2 separate regions of the Zea mays genome follow, and region 2 is linked to region 1. Evidence: chromatin contacts called from public Hi-C data. All regions are on one chromosome and are shown on one strand. Each heading gives the region's core, a stretch centred on a gene start, on an enhancer-like site or on the middle of the called end of the contact. The rest is flanking DNA. Distances are from core to core; before and after follow the strand shown. Region 1 holds the start of LOC100193748 (Kinesin-like protein KIN-5D). Region 2 holds the start of LOC103637791.

What was found. Hi-C and Micro-C count contacts between places; a contact is called where the count stands out from the background.
Region 2: a contact with region 1 is called in a Hi-C map of leaf, with 5 times the contacts expected there. The contact joins the promoter of LOC103637791 here to the promoter of LOC100193748 in region 1. A contact is called at or near these places in 7 of 25 Hi-C or Micro-C datasets (bundle sheath, ear, endosperm and 3 more).

What each region holds. Positions count from the first base shown.
Region 1 is chr1:113,785,076-113,789,662 of Zm-B73-REFERENCE-NAM-5.0, forward strand. It overlaps LOC100193748 (Kinesin-like protein KIN-5D), which reads right to left and starts at 2,196. Exons shown (of 22, transcript NM_001358877.1): 1 at 1,631-2,196; 2 at 1,238-1,367; 3 at 990-1,148; 4 at 410-883; 5 at 198-295; 6 at 1-121. The coding sequence starts at 1,935.
Region 2 is chr1:113,964,450-113,969,036 of Zm-B73-REFERENCE-NAM-5.0, forward strand. LOC103637791 reads left to right here and starts at 2,289. Exons shown (of 7, transcript XM_035964075.1): 1 at 2,289-2,572; 2 at 3,622-3,946; 3 at 4,036-4,125; 4 at 4,207-4,323. The coding sequence starts at 3,627.

The DNA of each region.
Region 1 (4,587 bases), core at 946-3,445:
ATAATCCAGGGTGCTTAGCGTCTCCTCAAGGCAGTGTACTGAAGGTGAAATGGTCGCTATAATGCAAGTCTTTGTCTTCCCTCCCAAAGAATCTCTTAACAATCTTGTTAACTTGCTATCCCTGCATGAATAGCAACCAAATATCAGATGCCTAAACAGCCTTAACGAACAATCTGAACAGCTAGTGTTTACTTGACCTGTATGGTATGTGTCCAGAGTGCTCGACAAGAGTATTAATGACACGCCCAAGTGTAAGCAGACTCTTGTTAATTTCTCCTGCTTCGCGAGCTCGCCCCTATAAAAACAGATGGCAACTATCTAAGTATTCTTCTCTTGTTCAGCTTGATCAACGTATTTAGCGATGAGGTGGAAAAGGAAACAAGAGCTCCCCCCCCCTAAAAAAACTTACGTCTCTAGCACCGGACCGAGATATGTTTTCAGAGCCAGCAAGGTCAACGAGATTAAGCTTTCCGCACTTGATCATTTCCTCACCCTCAGGTGTGCATTCCTTAATATGGATGGTGATAGAGAAAATAGAGTGTGAGCGACTGCTTTGCTTGTTGAGAAGAGTTTCAGCAGTTTTTCTCTTTGCAGAGCCTCTCTCCAGTATCCTGTAGATCTCGGCAGCTGAAGAAACTAGCTCTTCCTCGAGCCCTCTAACAAAGACTCCACCCTTGCCATCCTCCATGAGTGCCAAAGGCTTCTTGGACTTGTCATCGGAGAATTTCGATTCCTCTGCGGCTAGAAGATCTGTGAGCTCCTCATTGTACAGCTCAAGAAAAGAAACCTTCATGCTGTACTCTGCACTCTGTGCCTCGAGGATGTCAAATATGCACTTAACAGCCCTTGGAATGACACCGGCATCAGTCGGGAGGTCAGCATTCTACAGAAATAGAGTAGAGTTATGGCGTCGGTTGAATCAGCAAACTAACTGCATCAGAATTCAGAAACATGTGTGGCATGTGAATATATATAATAAAAAATTGTACCAGTGCTTTGCCCCCTCCTCCTTCCATTGTGTATGTTTTGCCAGTTCCAGTTTGGCCATATGCAAATATTGTGCAATTATAACCGTCCAAAACCTCGCTGACAAGTGGCACAACAGCATGGTTGAAGACGTCCTGCTGTTGAGACTTTGGTCCTAGCACCTGCGTGTTCGGTTGGTTACCGAGTGATGAATCAATCAAGTGAATGCCTGGGGTGTGGCAGTGGCCAACAAGTGGAGTAAAATAGCTACCTTGTCGAATGCAAAGGTGCGATCAATTTGCTTGTTAGCGATGTTCTGGGCAACGGAGACCTCGCGTCTCTGGTCATTGCAAGTGACCACCACGGGAGTGCCGACGCGGCGTTCCTCATCGCTCAATGGCCTATGTATGAAGGAATAGGACGCGATGAGGTTGAATGCAAGAGTAGTAAGTAAAATAAATGATATACGGTGGATTGATTGACAAGCATTGCGCCTTGGTGGATCGATCAGACAGTGGCATGTATTGGAAAAGCATAGTTACAGTACATTATACTCCTCCACTGGTGATCGGTTGATGGTGGGGCTGTCTATGGAAACGCTAGTAGATGCATGCATAGGTAGGAAGTAGTATTGATTAACGTAGTTAGGAGGCAGCGGATATACCTGCATCGGAGGAGGACCTGGATGTTAACGCCTCCGGATCCGGAGGACCCCTTGGAGGAGGTGGTGGTGGAGGTTTGCTGCAGCTGTGCGGCCTGCTGGGCAGCGATGCTGCTGTTACTGTTACTGTTGCCGTTGAAGAGGAGGGGCCCCCGATCCCGGTGCCTGCTTGTGGTGGGGGGCTTGTGGGCGGAGGACGAGGCGCCGCTCCTCGGCGTGTGGGAGAAGGAGGGGGAGGGAGAAAGGGACATGGCGGCGTAGTCGGCGGGGGCTCCACCTCGGCGAGCGGTGGGGGTGGAAGCCTCCATGGATGATGATGATGAATGAAATGAAACGCAGATGAGGAGGGGAAATGGGGATCGGTCGACTGATTTTGAATCGGTGAAGAATGCCTCAATGCTTCTTGCCTCTTATTTAGGGCTAGGCCGCCGCCCGCCGGCACGCACGCGGACGCGGCACTTGCTTATTGGGCCCCGCACCACAGCCTCGGATTCCAATGGAACTCACGGGGCCCACCCACTTTTGGTTGAATTTGAACTCTCCGTCCGACCGTTGCACGGCGAGGGACAGACGAGAGAGGCACCCGCTTCATTCAGTTTTGCTTCGTATTATATTAATATTTATTATATTAATTCGAAACTCAAAGGGCCCACCGACTTTGAATTTTATTTGAACTCTCCTCCGACCGTTGCATGAGAAGGAATAGAAGAGAGAGAGGCGCGCGCTTCCTACGCATTATATAACTCAATTATCCATTGCTCTAACTGTTACTCCCTGCATCTCAAAATGTAATTCATTTTAAACTAAGCATACATTTATTAATTAATTAATATATTTATTAATTAATTAATATAGTTTGTATGTATGTCTATTTTTATTATCATTTATGTGGACGATAGAATATTTTAAGACGAGGGAGTATTATTTATACAAAGTATGCTCCTTATTAGCAAATATTAATCACATGTATTAGGGCCTGTTTGTTTCAGCTTATAGATTATATAATTATTATAATCTGTTTAGATTATAATCTGCTTAAATTATAATCTATATATAGTTGTTTGGTAGTTTAGACTATACAAATGCAAATTATTTATAAAGACAACAATACTCTTGTTTGTTTATTTGATATTTAATACATTTATGACATTCTATCAATTTGTACATCTTATTTGTCTAGAAGAAACTATCTATAAATAAAATTACATTCTCCTAGCAAACAATGCATTTGCAATTTGATCTCGAATATTATTCATGTCTCTCTCTCCCTCATCATCTTCCAATACTATCTTGATGTGTTGAAGGGATAGGCATATAGTTTTCAACTCGATCACACTGATCAAACTCTTCGTCAGCTAGTTTGTTGTCTCGAATGAATTTATGTAGAGCCATACATGCATGTATTATTTTCGATTGATTCAACTCTGGCAAATGGTATTCACACCTTTGTATGGAGCTAGATAACCCTTCCGGTTCATATATCCAGAGCCAACAAGGTAAAACTTTCCTACAATTTTATTTCAAACATAAATTTAAAAACTTCGGTTTTAAAAATGCTAAATAAAACATGTGCTAGTGACAGTAAAAAAAGATTGGCAGCGAGAGGCATAATGGAGAATTTGATCGTGTATAAAACATGAGCAAGTCGCACCGACTTAAGACGTTTCCGACTTAAGCCGATTGTTCCATTAGTAGGGTATAGTAATCACCCTAAGTTATGTAAGTGTAAGCATGTTGCACCGACTAAAGACGTTTCCGACTTAAGCCGATTGCTCCGTTGGTAGGGTATAGTAATCACCCTAAGTTATGTAAGCGTGAGCATGTCGCACCGACTAAGACGTTTCCGACTTAAGTCGATTGCTCTATTGGTAGGGTATAGTAATCACCCTAAGTTATGTAAGCGTGAGCATGTCGCACGGACTTAAGACATTTCTGACTTAAGCCGATTGCTCCGTTGGTAGGGTATAGTAATCACCCTAAGTTATGTAAGCGTGAGCATGTCACACCGACTTAAGGCGTTTCCGACTTAAGTTGATTGCTCTGTTGGTAGGGTATAGTAATCATCCTAAGTTATGTAAGCGTGCAGGTATGTTGTGCCGATTTAAGTCGTTTCTGACTTAAACCGCTTGTTGATTGAGAGTTTGTATATGGTAGAACACATAAGCTTTATTGATAATGAAACCTTTTGTTTACAAAGTACAGCTTGCCCACCGGAGTTTTGATGTACTACTACGGATAGAATTTCCTGAGGTGTTCAATATTCCACGAATTTCCCACTTCGGTTCCATCCATCTGGGTAAGTCGGTAGGATCCTGGCCGAGTGACCTCTGCAATGATGAATGGTCCTTCCCATGGAGGTGACAATTTGTGTCGCCCTTCTCCCGTTAGCACTCGGCGGAGCACTAGGTCTCCTATTGCGAAGGATCGATGCCGCACTGCTTTGTCGTGGTAGCATCTCAGGGTTTGCTGGTATCTAGCCGATTGAATGACAACATCCAGACGTTCTTCTTCTAATATATCAACATATTTTAGTCTGGTTGCTTCTGCTTCAGCTATACTTTCAAATGTTATCCTGGGTGCTCCAAAGATCGAATCCGCTGCAGTATTGCTTCCGATCCATATACCATGAACAATGGGGTGTTTCCATGCAAGGCCTAGCTTGGTTGGGTTCGCAAGCTCCAAACTATATATGGTATTTCTCTGATCCATTTTTCTGCAAGCTTTTTACTCTTGTCGAACACCTTTTTCCTGAGTGCATCAAGTATCACCATGTTGGATCTTTCCACCTGCCCATTAGCTCTTGGGTATGCCACTGACGCATACTTGATCTGGATGCTCCTCTGCTCGCAGAAATCAAAGAACTCTGAGCTAGTGAAGTAGATCCCAGGTCTATGATAACGTTGTTAGGTATCCTGAACCTAAACATTATTTCTTGAATGAGGCGATGGGTTTGTACTCTA
Region 2 (4,587 bases), core at 1,039-3,538, 180 kb after region 1:
GGGGCGACGAGGAGGTTTAGAGTTGGCTGGACTCGACTCAATTTTTATCACCTAATGAGCATCCTTAGCCGGAGGCGAGCGTCCTAATCCTCCTCGTCGGTGGCGGTGCAACGACGGAAGAAGTGGGCGGAGGTTGTTGCGAAATGGATGAGGTTTATTGCTAGAGTGACAGTTACGAGAACACTACTGTGCGAATAAATAGGATAGAGATGGGATATGATCCGGGACCGTGGGTTGATTTTGAAGAATTACATTGGTTTTTTGTAAAAAGATGACGCGAGACGACCGTTGAAACTGGTACTTTAATATAATAGAGATAATACAAAAACTGCACATGTACAAGTGAAGAATAAACGAACAAATAATTGCGACAGCAAATCAAAAGGCCAACACAACTCACCATGTTGAATCGCTCGGCTGACGAGGTTATAATTTTGAGATCGAGTTGCGAAAGGGAGATGAAAATAAAAGGAAAAAATTGACGGATCACCCTCAAACTAGTGACATGACTAGTTTTAACATATTTAGAAAGTAATATATGAAAAATTGTTGGAGAAGATGAGTTTTCTCTTTTTATATTATTTATAAGGACTTACTAAATCCGTTAGGATTCATACCTATTAGAACTGCTCTTAGGGCCCGTTCGTTTCCGTCGGATTGGGCCATTTCTGGCCTGGTTCCGGGCAGAATAAATTGGTCTGGATTGGAATTAGGTCGGTGTCACTGTTCCCGTTCGTTTGGGCCTGAACCGGAAGTAAACTCGGCCCGGTTTTGACTTTCTCTTCTCTCCAAGGCCCGGCACAAACCCTGACCTCGTCTCCTCCGGATCGATTCCTGGCCAAAGCGACGGCGAGACGCTAGCGACGCATGAGGACGGCGCGAGGTCACTGTGTGGCGGCGCGAGGTGACGACGGGCCGACGCCGCGCAGCCCCGACGGCGAGCCTCCCCGGCACCTTCTCGCGACCCTTCGCCGACGCAGCGGCTGGCCTCGTCTCCCCGACGCAACGACACAACCCTTCCCCGCGGCCGCCGCCGCCTAAGCTCGGCCGCCGCGTCAATCACCATCGTGGCCACGCCGGCTCTCCTGGCCGTCTCGCCAGGCTACGTGCAGCACGGCGGCGTGGTGTCGTACCCGATCGTGCCCGCGGTGACAGAGCGACTGGCGGCCGAGGCGGATGGGACCTTGGTTGGGTTGGTCATATATGCAGTTCAGTTCAGTTCAGTTCAGCTATGTCTCTGCTAGCTGCTGTTACGGTAACAGGCGGCGACGGCGGTTAATTACCTCGTGCGCCGACGGTGAGGGAGCTGTCGTTGTTCCACACAGGGGGCGCTGGAGTTGGTGGTCCAGTACGGGGCGTTGAAGGCGCTCGACGGGCGGTGCTGCACAAGCATGCATGCATATATGAACAGTTGTCCGATCCATCAAGGACGAAACACGAATTGAGACAGCAAACAAGCACAGCGTACCTTGTACGGGTCCATGGCCGCTACGACGTACGTACGCAATGTCGGCCTGCAAGGAGTTCGTGAAGGTGGTGTCGGGCTACGTGCAGCACGGCGGCGTGGTGTCGTACCCGGTCGTGCCCGCGGTGACGGAGCGACTGGCGGTCGAGGCGGAGGCGGTGCGCGTGCGGTGCGGGGCCGGGGCCGTGCACGCGGCGGGCGGCGCGGTGTCGATCCCAGTTATCACAGTATGTCAGTTTAGCTCCGATCCCAAGCTGCCGAACGGAGCGACAGAGAATTATTTCAGCTGAAACCTGGGTTGATCAAGTGAAAGACCCGGAACAAGTGAAAGACTCGGATCAACTAAAACCTGGCCTGAAACTGTTCCTGACCTGGAACTAAAACCTGGCTGCCGAACGAGGCCTTATTGGTTTTTTTGTGCGACGTTGGGGGAGAAGACGTGCAAACGTGTGTAGAGTCGCGACGTCGGACGAAAACTGCTGATATGGGAGAAGAAGCGACACTTCTTTCTTGGTACAACGTAGATTCCTTTCTCGCATTCGCTCGCTGCCCCTGGAACAGGAGAAATTTGCCTGTTCCTATATTTCTCATGTGAAAAATGAACAATACCTACACAATTTCTTCATGGCCATGGGATTAAGTAGATTTTCTGGTTCACGTGACACCGGCATCTTGCTACAGTATTTTATTCTAGAGGGGACGGGATGAATTTGCGTTTTTTGGTTCACCTTTTTTGATTTCTATATTTTTTCTTTAGAATTCCTTCAATCCAAACGGATCTAAACATATTTTCACTCGTCCGATCAGGCGATTCAGAGGACGACATCGCTAGCACGTGGTGTCTGTTCCGGCTAAAATGAAAGGTAGTGGCAAAATTGTGGAAAGCACCAGGGAAGATTTTCCGCGGTGGGGAAATATCAAGAATACCCCTGGCATCCGCAGCCCTAACAAATCAACCCCGCTTCGTCTTCCCCTCCTCCTTCCCTTCTTCCCCTCCCTTCCCGGCCGCCGCGGTGCGCGCCCGCCTCCTTCCGTCCGGAGGCAACTACTCGCTTCTCTCTACTCTCGGGGAAGCCTGAGCTGATTCCTCCTCGTGCTCTCTCGTGGGTAAGTAAATCCTTTTGCGCAACCAGATTTCCGGGGGCTTCGACTGAACTGAGCTCTTGCATCCGGCCCCTTGTTCCCCCCCACCCATGGGTGTTGATTCCCAATCCTCCTTTTCCGATGACAAAGAGCCGTCCTTTTTTTTTGTTCAGTTGGTATAAAGTAATTTCTATTTGGATCCTCGAGTGGGCTTGCGTATTCGCGTAGCATCCTCTGAAATTTACTCCTTTTCGCCGTGCCTACTGCCTAGCAGATTATTTTGTGTTTCCCGTCCCTGCTCTGTTCGCAGTCATGTTGCGATTTGTCCCCATTCTAGGGGATTCTTGAGCAAAATGCCCCCTTTTCTCTATTTCCCCTTTTTTCTCTCCAAATTTCCATCCTGAGTTACTTTGCTTTTATACTAGTTATATTATCATTTCAGTCCTTCTCCTGCTGGAGCTTAGTGGAGTTCCAGCCTTCAGACATTTTTTTTCTTGTGAATATGTCAGTTCAGTCATCAATTCAGTGTTCGTTTGCTCGGAATTCCTTGGCAATTTTTAGAGCTACAAGAGCAACAGTCCATGATAAAGTTTTAGTGAAATTTCAGAGGTTCATGAACAATGCTAGTATGAATCCGTCCGGGTTGAAATCCATGTATTGTGTGACTGTTCTTTTTCTTTTGGTTTTGCAACAATCTTTGCCAACGTTAAGCAGATTTTGTTAAAACCTGAACCGACATACTGCTTCATTGCTGCTGGGCTATATAGCTTTTGCAGTGGTGCCTTCGTCAGACAAATGAACATGAACTATCATCTCCATCATGTGCCCTATTTACCTAGTAATTGTGTGTTTCCTGTTCTATGCCTTTACCAACAAAAAACTTGAGTCCCAGGTTCTCTAATGGGAGATGTTGTATGTTGCTAATGACCTTTAAAATACTTAAAAAAATAGGCACCCTTGACATAGTGAATTTTCACTTCGTCATGAATTACACATGAGAATTTTTGTTGAAAGTAAATTTCCTTTACATTTCTTATGTTTATTATAGTTATACTGACAGCTGAACAACTCAGGAAGCATGGCGGATGGGGGTATTGTGGTAGCCATTTGCCAATATGGTGGAGAATTCACTTCTGGCCCCAATGGTAATTTGACATACAAAGGAGGCGAGGCGCATGCTGTTGATGTTACTCGTGACATGCCACTGGAGAACTTCAAGGATGAGGTGTCCAAGGTGTTCCATGTTGACGTCACTGACATGTCATTGAAGTACTTCCTTCCGAATAATTACAGAACGCTAATCACAATATCATGTGATCGAGATTTACAAAGGATGGTTGATTTTACTACCAGTGCCACACAAGTGGAAGTTTTCTTGATTAGTAGAGTAGAAAACAGGTATGTTTTTTTGCACCTTATTGCTTTGTGATCTAAGAGTCAATGCATTGGCTGACATGGTACATGCTTTTCTCGGGCTGAATACCCAGGAGTATTGTTACTTACTCTGGAGCTTCTGCAAGTAAGCCTGGATCTAATGCTCCTGGTGATAAAAGGAAAAGGCCACCTTCCAAAAACAAGTAGGCTGCGCTGTGCTAGTTGTCTTTATGTTTTTTTTGTTATCCTCTATACTGTGTATCATGACATATTCTCTCTTTTAGGGTATCCAAAAGTAACAAGAAGACTCCAACTCCCAGTGCTCCTGGCACTTCAGTCCAACCTAGTGCTAATAATGTGAAACAGCCAAGACCAATAGCTATTGAAACCAACGACAACAGGTGCGAAATTGATCTTCATATAACTGCTACATCTTGGCATGCCTTCTTTGTTCTGGGATGTTTCTGATTTCTAAGAAATTGCAGTTCTGCGTGCCTTTCATGTTTGATTCATAAAGTGGATAGAAATAAGTTCTGTATATACAAATGGCTCTGGAAGCGGAGGCCCAACCTAGGTCTAAAATGATATAGGTGAGCGCCAGCTAGATAACTGAGACTAATAAAAACAATTGTAGCAGTTCTGACAAGCGTGGTATCAATAACCTC